Linked DNA regions of Macaca mulatta: regions 2 and 3 are each linked to region 1. Evidence: chromatin contacts called from public Hi-C data. All regions are on one chromosome and are shown on one strand. Each heading gives the region's core, a stretch centred on a gene start, on an enhancer-like site or on the middle of the called end of the contact. The rest is flanking DNA. Distances are from core to core; before and after follow the strand shown. Region 1 holds the start of TMEM108 (transmembrane protein 108). Region 2 holds the start of NPHP3 (nephrocystin 3). Region 3 overlaps TMEM108 (transmembrane protein 108).

Region 1 (3,929 bases), core at 1,409-3,908:
CTCAGATCCCTCTCAATATGAAGGCTCTTATACTTACACAACGTGACACAGATCCTCCTCAAAGGACACTACTGCTTAGGCATGCAGGTCGGACTCTAATCTCTCTCATTCACTCTCTGTCCTTCCCGTCCCTGACCCAGGGGACAGAAACGACAGAAAGGAAAAGATTTTGTTGTTGCTTTGAAAGCAACACTAGTGGGCTTTTATTGAATCAGGGAATAAAACCTTGTCCTATAGGTCACTGAAGTATGTTGCTAGATGGACTAAGCCTGTCAATCTTTTTGTTATCCCCTGCATAACCTAATCAGTGTTTCCCAACCTTTTCAAAATCCCTGCCTCCCTTCCACAGGCCAAACAAACAATGCATACCCTCTGTGGTTTATGGAACAAAGATGAGTTTCTTTCCTCTGAAAATAGAAGTGCATACTATGCCACCTACCTTACCCTCAGCATTCTTTTCTCCCCTCTACTCCATGCCACTTAAAAAAAAAAAAAAATCTCTGGCCGGGCATGGTGGCTCACTCCTGTAATCCTAGCACTCTTAGAGGCTGAGGCAGGTGGATCACGAGGTCAGGAGTTCGAGACCAACCTGGCCAATCTGTTGAAACGCAGTCTTTACTAAAAAATACAAAAATTAGCAGGGCATGGTGCCGCACACCTGTAATCGCAGCTACTCGGGAGGCTGAGGCAGGAGAATTGTTCGAATCCAGGAGGTAGAGGTTACAGTGAGCCGAGATCGCACCACTGCACTCCAGCCTGGGTGACAGAGTGAGACTTTGTCTCTAAAAAAAAAAAGAAAACTCTGATAACGTTTTAAATTATTCCCACTAATTTGGTTTGTGTGACAGTCTATCAGGTGATAACCTATATTTCACTTTACTAGGGTCATTTGTGATATTCTGAATGAGCTTTGCAACAACTTGTTCTTTTACTTTCATTCATCTCAGAAAACCGACAAAAGTTGATTTGCTGTGGCTGATAAACCTGAATTTGATCCCCTTAACAAATTTAGGTGTTTCCTCTTAAAAAAAATATTTATCTTGCCTAGTAAACTGATTTATTAGCAAGTGTAGACATTTCACAGGCATGGGGTGTGTTTTAGAGGTTTGAAATCAGGTCGTTTCCTAAAGAAACATGATGTTGTACAGGAAATGTTAAGAGCTATAAAGGGCTTTGAAGGTATCAGGATGTCCCCAAGGGACAAGGTAGTGAGACCCTTGCCCATCTCATACCAGAAAGAGATCTGAATGAATTACATGGAAACTCCAGAACACAGTAATATCTTCATAATGAGTTAGTTGAACCATTTCTTACGGAGTCGATTACCAGGTGTATTCAACAAATCAAGAAGTTAACCCGTGGAAAATTGAAGGGACTTTTTATGTTTGCCTATGAGCTGTCTGGGAAAATGGAGGAGAGGCAGGGAATACCTTGCACAGCTCAACCTGCTCTTAAGTTCCTGGACACACCTTCCCCTTTTTAAAGTATGATTTAAAGGCAACAATCCATCTCCCCCGGACTCCCATACAAACCTCTTTTGGCAGCCAAATGGTCTTCATCAAGCACACACTTTTCAAAGAATTAAGGAGGTCTGAGTAGGTGTAGTTTAGACCCTGCCTTCCCTCTCCCCACAACCCAGTAACATGCTGAAAATAAGTAATTACCCTCCTGGGCACCCCCAGGAAAACCTGTTTACAGAAACTACAACTCTTCCTCTGAAAAAAAACCTTATCTTCTTAAGGAAGAATCTCAGTGTGATGGTCTGGTCTGCAGTTCACTGCAGGCATTTCCCTCCTCACCATTTACCAGTCATCAGTTACGCTGTATCTGAAATTCCTTTTTGTAGCCTCTCATTTAGACCGGCTCCACCGGTGCCCAACTGCTTAGAAAAAAAAAAGAAAAAAAATAGCCTCTGAACGAATCTCTGGATTCCTCCAGCAGGCTCAAAGCGTTCAATTTCGCTGAAACTCTGGGGTGAAAACCGCCAGGTCCAGCGGGCAGAGCAACCTCCCGGGCAGCACAGGGGTTCCGTTCCCGGCGAGGCCGCCCGCACCTAGGCAGGAGGGCTCTTCGCACAGCTGCGCTAGAAATTCGGTTTCGCTCGCGGCCGCGGGATTAGTTCGAGTCCCACGGGCTGGCCAAAGTGACACTACATTTCTTCTTCGTTCTCGCATGTGACAAGTCCCCCTGCATTAAAGCCGCCTCCTCCTCGGCCCCAATCCAGGTCCAGCGCCCCTGACGCCCGCGCCCCATCACCCGCACCCTCCACCTGGGGAGGGGGTTCATGCCAGCAACCCTCCGGGCGGGAAACAAAGGCGGAGGCAGGGCTGCCAGGTGGGCAACTACCCTCGGGCAGACCCGTCACCGCAGTGGGGAGGATGGGAAGGTGCCTGAGAGGATAGAAAAAGGGAAACCAAGGCAACTGGGACTGCATCCTCCCCGAAGCTGGGCTCCCGGGGCAAGCTGACCCCACACCTCCCCGCGCCCCGCCCAGCCCTGCCTAACCCGCTTGCCGGGACCCAGCATGGGAGGGACTGGGGGCCGCCCGCAGCGCCGCTTACCTCGGGAGAAGCGCTCCGGCTCCCTCCGACGGCTCAGGAGAAAGCCCCACCACTCGCGCACGCGCTCTCGCGCACTCGCGCCTTAGCCCCTCGGGCCCCCGCGCGCGCCTCTCCGACTGGGCTCTAGCCCGCCCCGGCCTTGTCCGTCAGCGTCTGCAACAGCCAATCCGGTCGCACAGAAGGCTCAGCTCCAGTCACGTGGTGAGACCAGCCAATCACCAAATTGCCCTCGGCAGCGCCCGCTCCGATGTCCCTGGGGGTTCGGTTGCTACCTAGCGGAGCGGGTGTGAGGCGGCATAAAGGGTTGAGTCTCTGTTTTGGGGGGCTGAGTGGCAGTCAGTTGATCAATTACCAGATCAATTGACTTCTCAAATTATAATATAAATAAGAATCACTTGACTATCTTGTTAAAATGCGGATTTTGATCCAGAAAGTCTGGGATGGGTACCTGAGATCCTGCATTTCTAATAAGCTCCTAGGTGGCGATGACGATGTTCTTGGTCGGAGGATCACGCTTTGAATTGCACCTGTCCGAAAGTAATGGCTGTAGCCCCAGTTCCAAGTAATTTGAAAGTTGCACCTTTCTTGTCCTTCCACTGATGAGAAGCATTCCTGTGACTGGCTACTTGGGTTGTCCTGGTTATGCTTACAGTTTGGGCACCAGCTGACGGAAGGTGTGTTTAATCCCCCCCCCCCCCCCCATAACCCACCCTTGGACTATGGAGCAGCAATCATGCCAACTTGGTGACTGGAGTGTGGAGCCGGAAGTGGAGACGGAATGGCCATGGAAGAGAACACTGTGTCTACGTTAATCCTAAAGGGTTGGGTGTGTATGTCTGAGTGGCGCGGTGCCAGACTCTTGGCCAGAGAAGTGTTATAAGTGGTCCCTGCTTCTCAAAATGTAACAGTCTGTTGTAGAACTACACAGGCTAGCTCAGAAAGAAGCATGTGTGGTAAACATCCAGGCAGCTAACGGTCACAGCACAAATTCAAGCATAAGCTAAAGAGGTTGTAAAATAATATGCTTTGGGGATCTTAAAAACTGTCCAAATATTCTTCTGTCAGTAATTCCAGAGTCAAGAAGTTAGGACTCCCACTGGCTCTGTCATCTTCTCTCAAATTTGACCTAAAGACTCAGTGTTTTCGGACTGGTCAGCTAGAACCTTTGTCGTTCAGCATAGCCAAGCTCTTATTACCCAATAGTGTACCGCCGTGGTTCAAGATTCTTAAGTGCTGAACTCTCCAAAACCTTCATCTCTCATCTCTTCAAACCAGGTGGTATAACCCTGCTTCAGCTTTTCTTTCTCGCTATTTATCAAGGTGATCAAACTATCTCTTAGAGAAAACTTCACCTTTGTCAGTGTGTCT
Region 2 (4,366 bases), core at 1,159-3,658, 310 kb after region 1:
CCACAAATTATGTAGCTGTCTTAGCTGTCTTTTCTATGAGAGGACTATTAAAAAAAATGTGGCCGTCTTTAGTAAGTTATAAGCCACCTGCCAAATATTTTATTCTCACTATATTTCTGTATTAAAAGTTATTCTTCCAGGCCGGGCGCGGTGGCTCAAGCCTGTAATCCCAGCACTCTGGGAGGCCGAGGCGGGCGGATCACGAGGTCAGGAGATCGAGACCATCCTGGCTAACACGGTGAAACCCCGTCTCTACTAAAAAAAATACAAAAAAAAAACTAGCCGGGCGAGGTGGCGGGCGCCTGTAGTCCCAGCTATTCGGGAGGCTGAGGCAGGAGAATGGCGTAAACCCGGGAGGCGGAGCTTGCAGTGAGCTGAGATCCGGCCACTGCACTCCAGCCCGGGCGACAGAGTGAGACTCCGTCTCAAAAAAAAAAAAAAAAAAAAAAAAAAGTTATTCTTCCAAAATGCAGACTGAAGTATGTGGGTTAAATTCAGCATGAAGAAGAAAAACAGATTATGAGGTTAGAAATAATGTCTTTTTTTTTTTTTTTTTTTTAAGACCGAGTCTCGCTCTGTCGCCCAGGCTGGAGTGCAGTGGCGCAATCTCCGCTCACTGCAAGCTCCGCCTTTCAGGCTCAGGCCATTCTGCCGCCTCAGCCTCCCGAGTAGCTGGGACTACAGGCGCCTGCCACCACGCCTGGCTAATTTTTTGTATTTTTAGTAGAGACGGATTTCACCGTGTTAGCCAGGAAGAAATAATGTCATTTTTTGAGGAATAAGAAATTTGGTCACTTTGGCATTGACCAATAGTAATCCAAGATCAGTACGCAAGTAGGGTGGAGAAATGTGGATTAGAGGCATGTCAGTGGACAGAAATGACGTGGGGGAAAGGAGAGATGCATTGTTTCAGAGCACTCAGTTCCAGACTAGAATCTGAATGTACTCTCCAAGCTGTAGGAAGTTCGCATAGTGAGTTTGGTTATTTGTTGGAGAGAATGGGTGATAGCTGGCTGTTTTATCTTATTACTCAAGCATAGTTATAGAAGTGTTCAGCCGAGGCCCATTCCAAAGGAGGTACTAAGATGCAAAAATGTTCAAAGTGTTTAGTCAGAAACCTAGTGGATGATCCTTAAACCCCTGATCCACAAGGAGAATTCAAAAATTAGGAGTTAGAGATCATAACGGATGTGAAAAGGTGGAAAGTTCTTAAGGTACTGTGATGGTGGAAATGTTTCCCTTTATCTCAGGAGACCACCTGAAGAAATTAGTATGTATACTCTGGATTTTGAAGAATGCAAAGGTCTGGCGTATGACTTCTTCCTGAAGAAAATCTAAAGGGTAAGAGAAAAGATGACTAGCCACTTTGATGGAGGGAATGAAGAAGAGATTGGTGGGCGGTCTCCAATGTCTCATGTTGCAATGAGTTAAAAAACTTACCTTGTCTAAGGATTGTCCCTGGTGGTTTCAGACCGTAAAATCTAAAAGCTCTTTCTTGGCTGGCATTATTCCTTGCTGGTCATTCTATCTACATGCAAACTAAGAGAGAGACATCGCGGGAAGCACATAGCAGGCACTCCATAAATTTTTCAGATTTCCCAACTGCTTCCAGAAAGGAGTTTCCGGTAAGGCACGGCGGCAGCGAAAGAAATAGCTGCAGCATTGGTGGAGCAGCTGGGACCCAGGCCTGTGCTCCCTGTAAGGCACGCCCGCCAGGGAGCCTCGAGCGGGGCGGAGACAACGGAGAGAAGCCCCGCGTCGGAGCACCACTCCAACAACATCCAGTCCGATGCTGGTCCTGCACAGTCGCCACTCGCCCCGTCCTTCCTGCGAGCCCCGCCCTTCTTGCTAGCCCGCCTCGCCCTTTTTGCTTTCTTGACCCACCCCGTTTGCCCTGCCCCGCCCATATACCCCGCCCCACTTGCCCGGCCCCTCTTGTTGTCCCGCCCCGTCCTGCCGCCCCGCCCCGTCCTGCCGCCCCGCCCCGTCCTGCCGCCCCGCCCCGTCCCGCCGCCCCGCCCCGTCCCGCCGCCCCGCCCCGTCCCGCTGCCCCGCCCCGTCCCGCTGCCCCGCCCCTCCGGTTGCCCCGCCCCATCCAGCACTCCCACACCGCCCCGTTCCTCTGCCCCGCCCCGTCCTGCTCCCCCGCCCCGTCCCGTTCTGCTGCCCCGCCGCGTCCTGCTGCCCCGCCCCTCTAGTTGCCCCGCCCCATCCTGTTCTCCCGCCTAGCCCCGTTCCGCTGCCTCGCCCAGTCCTGCTCTCGGGCCCCGCCCCGTTCCGCTGCCCAGCCCCGTCCTGCTTTCCAGCCCGGTCCCGCTCTTCAGCCCGGTCCTGCTCTCCAGCCTCGCTCCATCCCGCCGCCCCGCCCCGTCCCGCTCCGTTCAGCTGCTCAGCCCCGCCGGTACCCACTAGCTAGTGGCCGCCGCGGACACCATGGGGACCGCCTCGTCGCTCGTGAGCCCCGCGGGCGGGGAGGTGATCGAGGACACGTACGGGGCGGGCGGCGGCGAGGCTTGCGAGATCCCGGTGGAGGTGAAGCCCAAGGCCCGCCTGCTACGCAACTCGTTCCGCCGAGGCGCGGGGGCGGCGGCGGGGTCCGGGCCGGGGTCGCTTCCCCGCGGGGCAGGTGCGGGCGGGCTGCTGGGGGCCAGCTTCAAGTCCACCGGCTCGTCGGTGCCCGAGCTGGAGTACGCGGCGGCCGAGTACGAGCGGCTCAAGAAGGAGTACGAGATCTTCCGCGTCAGCAAGAACCAGGAGTTGTTGTCCATGGGCCGCCGCGAGGCCAAGCTGGACACAGAGAACAAGCGGCTGCGGGCCGAACTGCAGGTAACGCCGGGCCGGGCCGCGCCGCGCCGCGCCGCGACGCCGGGAGACCCCTGGGAAGCACGACCGTCCTCCTTCTCCAAACCAAGCGGCTTTGAAAGTTCGGCGGAAACTGCGTATTTTAATTTGAGAGGCCATATTCTCTTCGAGTCTGAAATGATTCCTTAATTCCCTCCCCTTTATCTGTCTCTTTTTTTGGAGACAGGGTCTCGCTGCGGTGGCACGATCGCGGCTCACTGCAGCCTGGAACTCCTGGCTCAACGATCCTCACGCCTTGGCCTCCTAAAGTTCTGGGATCACAGGAGTGAGCCACCGCGCCTGGCCCCCGCTTTTCTATTTCTGGTTTATTTATTCAGACACCTAGAAGAAATTAGCCATAAAGTGTCCTGAGGAGGCAAATGCCAATCTCCAGCTCCACTCCGGCCCCCGCGCCCACCCCCTCAGAAGGCTGGTGACATCTGTTGAAGCAACTCAACAAACTCTTCCTAGGAGTTTTATCCTCCCCCTCCCTATAAAAATTTTGCCTGGGGCTCCAAAGTGGGGCTCATGTGTCGGTTTCTTTGTGAAGTTTCATGGCTCTTGCATTGTAATGGTCTTGACATGAAATTTTCTGGAAGCCTCCTGATTCTCACCATCTTAACTGCTATGATTGAAAACCTTTTCTAGATGTAGTCAAATTTCCTTAGTCCATTTGATTAATTTACTCTAAAATTAATTATTGCATGCCCTCCATGTAGCAGGTCCATTATAATTCACTAAAATAGTATATAAAGCAGCCGGGCGTGGTGGCTCACACCTGTAATCCCAACAGTTTGCGAGGCCTAGGCGGGCGGATGACCTGAGGTCAGGAGTTCGAGATCAGCCTGGCCAACATGATGAAACTCCGTCTCTACTAAAAATACAAAAATTAGCTGCGCATGGTGGCAGGCGCCTGTAATCCCAGCTACTCGGGAGGCTGAGGCAGGAGAATGGCGTGAACTCAGGAGGCGGAGGTTGCAGTGAGCTGAGATTGCACCGAGCCGAGATTGCACCATTGCATTCCAACCTGGGCAACAGAGCGAGACTCCGTCTCCAAAAAAAAAAAAAAAAAAAAAAAAAAAAGCATATAAAGCAAGAGGTTGCTTTTCTGTGAGCAAATCTCTAAGACTTTTTGCCATCAGTTTGGGGCCCCTCTGATCGTTGTTGTGTCGTTTGTTTATTCTTCACTGTGGGAGAGACTTCTAGGCAGCCTAAGAGTTCCTGGAGTCGTTACAGTAGGGGTGAAATAAATACCTCAGACTGATTTTTCTAAAAGAGAAAAAGCCTCCTGTCTTCAAGACTAGACGTTCTTCTAGTCAGGTTTCGTTGTTGTTGTTTTTATTTTTAAACTCCCTCATTAGCGGTTGTGTAATTAATGTGGTTGTCTGGGAAGAAGTCCGTATAGCAGTTTATCTGTTGTCTTATCAGTTTTCCTACTGGGCAGCCTTAATGCACTTGCATGTATAAAATGGACTCGCGCATTTCAAGTATCTGATTTAATGTGTCCAAGCCACTGCCCAACAGA
Region 3 (4,343 bases), core at 1,253-3,752, 320 kb before region 1:
TTGGTTTTGTGGAAGACAAGTTTTCCATGGATTGGAGTTGGTGGCGGGGGGGTATGGTTTTGGGATGAAACTCTTCCACCTCAGATCAGCAGGCATTCAATTCTCATAAGGAGCACGCAACCCAGATCCATCGCTTGCATGTGCAGTTCACAACAGGGTTTGTGCTCCTATGAGAATCTAATGGTGCCGCTGATCTGACAGGAGGCAGAGCTCTGGCGGTAATGCTGGCTCACCGGCCTCTCACCTCCTGCGGTGCAGCCTGGTTCCTAACAGGCCACGGATTGGTACTGGTCTGTGGCCCAGTGGTGACCACACACCAACAGTACATTCTGTGTATTCGAGTCAAACCTAAAACCTGTTTACTGAACATCTGCCCTGGCCCAGGCTTTCATGCTTTAATCCATATGACCACTCGGTGGGGCATGAAATTGAGGTTTGGGGAGAATAGGCAACATGTGGGAAGTCACACAGGAGCAGAAGTATGTGAAACAAGGGTTGTCTTTAAAGTGCATGCTTATCCTGGTCAACCGCTATCAATGATGCAGAAGGAGGAAGAAGAGGACAGTATGTTGCATCCCAGAGGAACTAATGTGCTGTTATGCTCTGACCTGCTCAGGGTTATTCTGGGGCCCCTATCTTGCCCATGGCTTACCACCAGAGAGACAATCTATTCCTAGGGTAGTGGTGGTGACCTCCATGTTTTGATGGACATTCCCTTTCAAGCCTCTGTTTAGCTCACAAGGGTTAAGTGTTGTTAAGGACTGACTTATGCACCCCCAAAATCCCTATGTTGAATCCCTAACTCCCAGTACCTCGGAATGTGACTATATTTGGAGATGACGCCTTCAAAGAGGTAATTAAAGTAAAATGAGGCCAACAGAGTGGGCCCTAATTCGATCTGACTGGTGTCCTTCTTAAGAGGAGATTAGGACACACAGACATCTGGAGCACGTGTGCACAGAGGGATGACCATGTGAGAACACGGCAGCTAGAGGGCGCCATCTGCAAGCCAAGGAGAGAGGCCTCCCGGGACTCCAACCCTACTGGCACCTTGAGCTTGGACTTCCATCCTCCTCAACTGTGAGGAAATACATTTCTGTCTGTGGTACTGTGTTATGGAAGCCCTAGCAAACTAATATACATGCCTTATGTTAGAGATCCTCTGAAAAACGAGAGACAGAGACAGGGCTTTTGTGCAGGAAGTTTATACTGGAAAATGATCTGTGGGGTCAGCCGTGGGGGTCTGAGATGAGTGAAACAGGGAAAACCAATCTGAGGGCAGGTTATGAGCTGGTCCAGGTGGGCACCTCAAACTCACTGGGGACTTCGGTAGAGCTGACTAGGCTGCACCTCAAATTGTCTGCCTGAAAAGAACACTCACCCAGAGGCTCCCATATTCACTGATTAAGGGCTGTTCCTGGGGTGCTCATCGCTGCACTTCCTGACTGATGCCAGGTCTCCATTAGCTGGGTCAGAGAAACTCTGGGCCATGGGGCTCTCAGGTTCTGCCTGCACCCAGCTGGTGTTTGCTGCAACAGCTGGAGTTAAAATTAAGGGCCCGGGGAATCTCTGGGGCCAGGCACCAGATGTGTCAGATACAATAAAAGACCAGAGACCAAGGACACAGCAGTCTTTTGGAAGCAACACTGGCCGACCCCAGGGACTGGCCAGGTGGGAGAGGAGCCACCATGGCCTCTAGGAGAACTTTTGCAGCACTCCAGAGGCAGAGAGAGGGGTTAATACAGACTGGTCTTTAAAATACTCAGGGGAAAAAATTCCCGACTTTCCTGTTATTGGCACTCCAAGAACTTATATCCTCCTACCTGGGAAGCCTATGACTGGAATCCTTGGTGCTGTAAGATACACAGTCTAAGTAAATATGTTTGTCCTTGTTGTTGCTGCTGCCTATTTCCCCCACTCAGCTATCAGCATCCCCTGAAGTTGTTGCTCTCTCTAGAAGAACTGTAGAGTTACCTCTTAGCCCTTTCTTTGGACTTTAGAGTACATCCTTGGCACAATGAATGGATACTGCCACCCTAGGTGCCAAAGGATTTTTACCTGGAGGATGATGTTTAGATGTTACAGTGAGAGGGGATCTGGTGTTTCATCTAATCCAATCCCCTCATTTCACAGAGTGGGCAAGTGACTTGCCCAAGAACACATTGCTGGTTGGGGACACAGCCTGGACCACAACCATTATTTCAAAGTAACTTTTCATTTGTATAATAAAAATACCTACAATGTTGTGCTAGCCAAACACCACCTCCAACCTCTACTGTCACCTTCAATATGGAAATCAGATAAGCATTTACCTCTCTTCTTTGGCACAAAAGGTTAACAACTGAATGCTATGCATACTGTCACAATAAACATCTAAGGCCTTCAACCCAGGGCTTCCCTAACACATGCAAATTTTCATTCAAGGCCCTTTGTGCTGGACTACACACTCCCCCTCCCCACAATCTGGGGCTACTGCCTCTTTGCATATTATTTGCATGGATTTGCATAATGGACTCTAGAGGCTTTAATTCCAAATACGTAGTAGAGACTAAAGCTAAAACCTAGCTTGACATGCTTGAAATGTGGAACCGATTTTTAAAACGTGTCCGAATATGGACAAGTGTTGCAGGGTGGAATCTACATATTGATGGATGTCCAGATATCGCAAGAAGGTCTTCTCCTACTGAAAATTCCAATGCATACATGAGCTCAGGACCCAAGGGAAGGAAAGGCCCTCCTCCTTCTGTTTATTTGGTTGGCTGCCTGCAGTCCATATTGGGTATGACATTTGCATCTGGCAAAGGCAACAAGGGAATTGGTGAAAAGAGAAACGGCTAATATATACTATACACTGCTCAAAGGGCTAAGCCTGTACTGACACATTTAGTTCTCACACAACCTGATGAAGCAGGTATTATTAGCTCCCTGTTGCAACTGAGGAAAAGAAGCACAGAGAGGTACAGGAACTTGCCCATAGCTGGGGAATGGCAAGCTGCAATTTGTTCCTAGGCAGCTTGGCTGCAGAGTCTACACTCTTAACTACTTTCATTTATTGTTCTGCTCTACCCATCTCCCCAGGGTGCTCTGCCATTCAAAGGCAATGATTCACATCTTTGGAGAACTGATTTTCTATTGTTGGTCTCTTGACTTCTCTTCCGTCTTGTTTTTTTTCCTATCTCTATTCCAGGGCTCTGTATGACACATTTGGTGTTCTTTTAACAACCCAGTAAATTAACTTCATTTTGCAAGTAACTGGGGGAGCTTGTAGTACAATAAAAGGACTGGAAGCCCCTGATTTAATTCTCTCCTCTTCCCCAATCCTAACATCTCATACACTCCATCGTTTGGTGGAATAAAAATTATATATATAAAACCCACAAAATTATATATATATGTGTGTGTGTGTATATATATATATAAAACAAAAAATTATATATACACACACATATATACATACACATTTTTTCTTAAAATTGCTTATATACACACAAGGCATATTTGTTACACAGAAAATTCATAAAAATAGAATTTTGTCTTTTTTTTCATAATTTTAAGTTTCTTGTTTCTAAGTAGATCTTCCTTCCCCATTAAACTAGGTTTTCTACTGCAAGATATTTTGTGCACTGCTGTTTCAAACCCTTTTAACAGAGAATCACAGCAGTCTGAGAAATCTTCTGAACCATCCTGGACGCTTGATGTGATTTTAAATTGTGGCTACAAGTTCTCTGACATTCTTCCCACCAAGAGGTAGAGTCTGTTTCCCCTCCCCTTGAACCTAGGTAGGCCTTTGTGACTGCCTTGATGAATATAATGAGGCAGAAGTGGCACCCTACATCCCTTCTGAGGCCAGAGCCAAAATGCTCATGCAACTTTTACAGGTTTCTCTTGGGGGCTTTGGCCCACTGTAAGAACTCCAGCTCCCTGGAGGTGGCCACATAAAGAAACCTTGCAGAGAGCGACAGGAATGCCTGAGGAGCCCAAGCTGTCCCAGCCCCAGCCAGGCATGGGACATGAAAGTGAAGAGCTTGCAAGATGACCCTGGCCACTGCTGGACTGCAGTCACCCAAGAGATCCCAAATGAGAGCTGCCTAGCTGAGCCCAGTCAACCCTAAGATTTTTGAATAAAATAAATGATTGTATTACTGCTTTAAGCCACTGTTTTGGTTTCTATTATCAATAGAAAACTGGAATACTTGGCAATTTAGCTTCTGCAATTGATGCTTCAACAACAAAAGAAAAGAGCATCTGAGCACACCAAGTCTGACCATCAGGGAGTTTGTTTTCTGCATGAGCAATAGCATACAACCTTGCCAGGAAATGGGCTTTTCTAATTTCAAGATTAT

What was found. Hi-C and Micro-C count contacts between places; a contact is called where the count stands out from the background.
Region 2: a contact with region 1 is called in a Hi-C map of fetal cortex germinal zone, with 11 times the contacts expected there. The contact joins the promoter of NPHP3 here to the promoter of TMEM108 in region 1. A contact is called at or near these places in 2 of 14 Hi-C or Micro-C datasets (fetal cortex germinal zone and fetal cortical plate).
Region 3: a contact with region 1 is called in a Hi-C map of fetal cortex germinal zone, with 5 times the contacts expected there. The contact joins the enhancer-like site here to the promoter of TMEM108 in region 1. A contact is called at or near these places in 4 of 14 Hi-C or Micro-C datasets (cortical neurons, fetal cortex germinal zone, fetal cortical plate and 1 more).

Annotation. Positions count from the first base shown.
Region 1 is chr2:36,126,806-36,130,734 of T2T-MMU8v2.0, reverse strand. It overlaps TMEM108 (transmembrane protein 108), which reads right to left and starts at 2,658. Exons shown (of 6, transcript NM_001265634.1): 1 at 2,562-2,658.
Region 2 is chr2:35,815,687-35,820,052 of T2T-MMU8v2.0, reverse strand. NPHP3 (nephrocystin 3) reads left to right here and starts at 2,408. Exons shown (of 28, transcript XM_077991469.1): 1 at 2,408-2,826. The coding sequence starts at 2,434. It overlaps LOC106997117 (a long non-coding RNA gene), which reads right to left and starts at 1,847. Exons shown (of 10, transcript XR_003727106.2): 1 at 1,441-1,847.
Region 3 is chr2:36,444,575-36,448,917 of T2T-MMU8v2.0, reverse strand. All of the region lies in intron 3 of TMEM108 (transmembrane protein 108), which reads right to left. Among named protein-coding and RNA genes, the nearest start is that of BFSP2, 20 kb to the left of the region's middle. Within about 2 kb of position 2,502, at least 6 of the 40 cell types and tissues checked have an H3K27ac peak or open chromatin away from gene starts, as enhancers often do. A contact at or near this core is called in fetal cortex germinal zone, where this site is marked.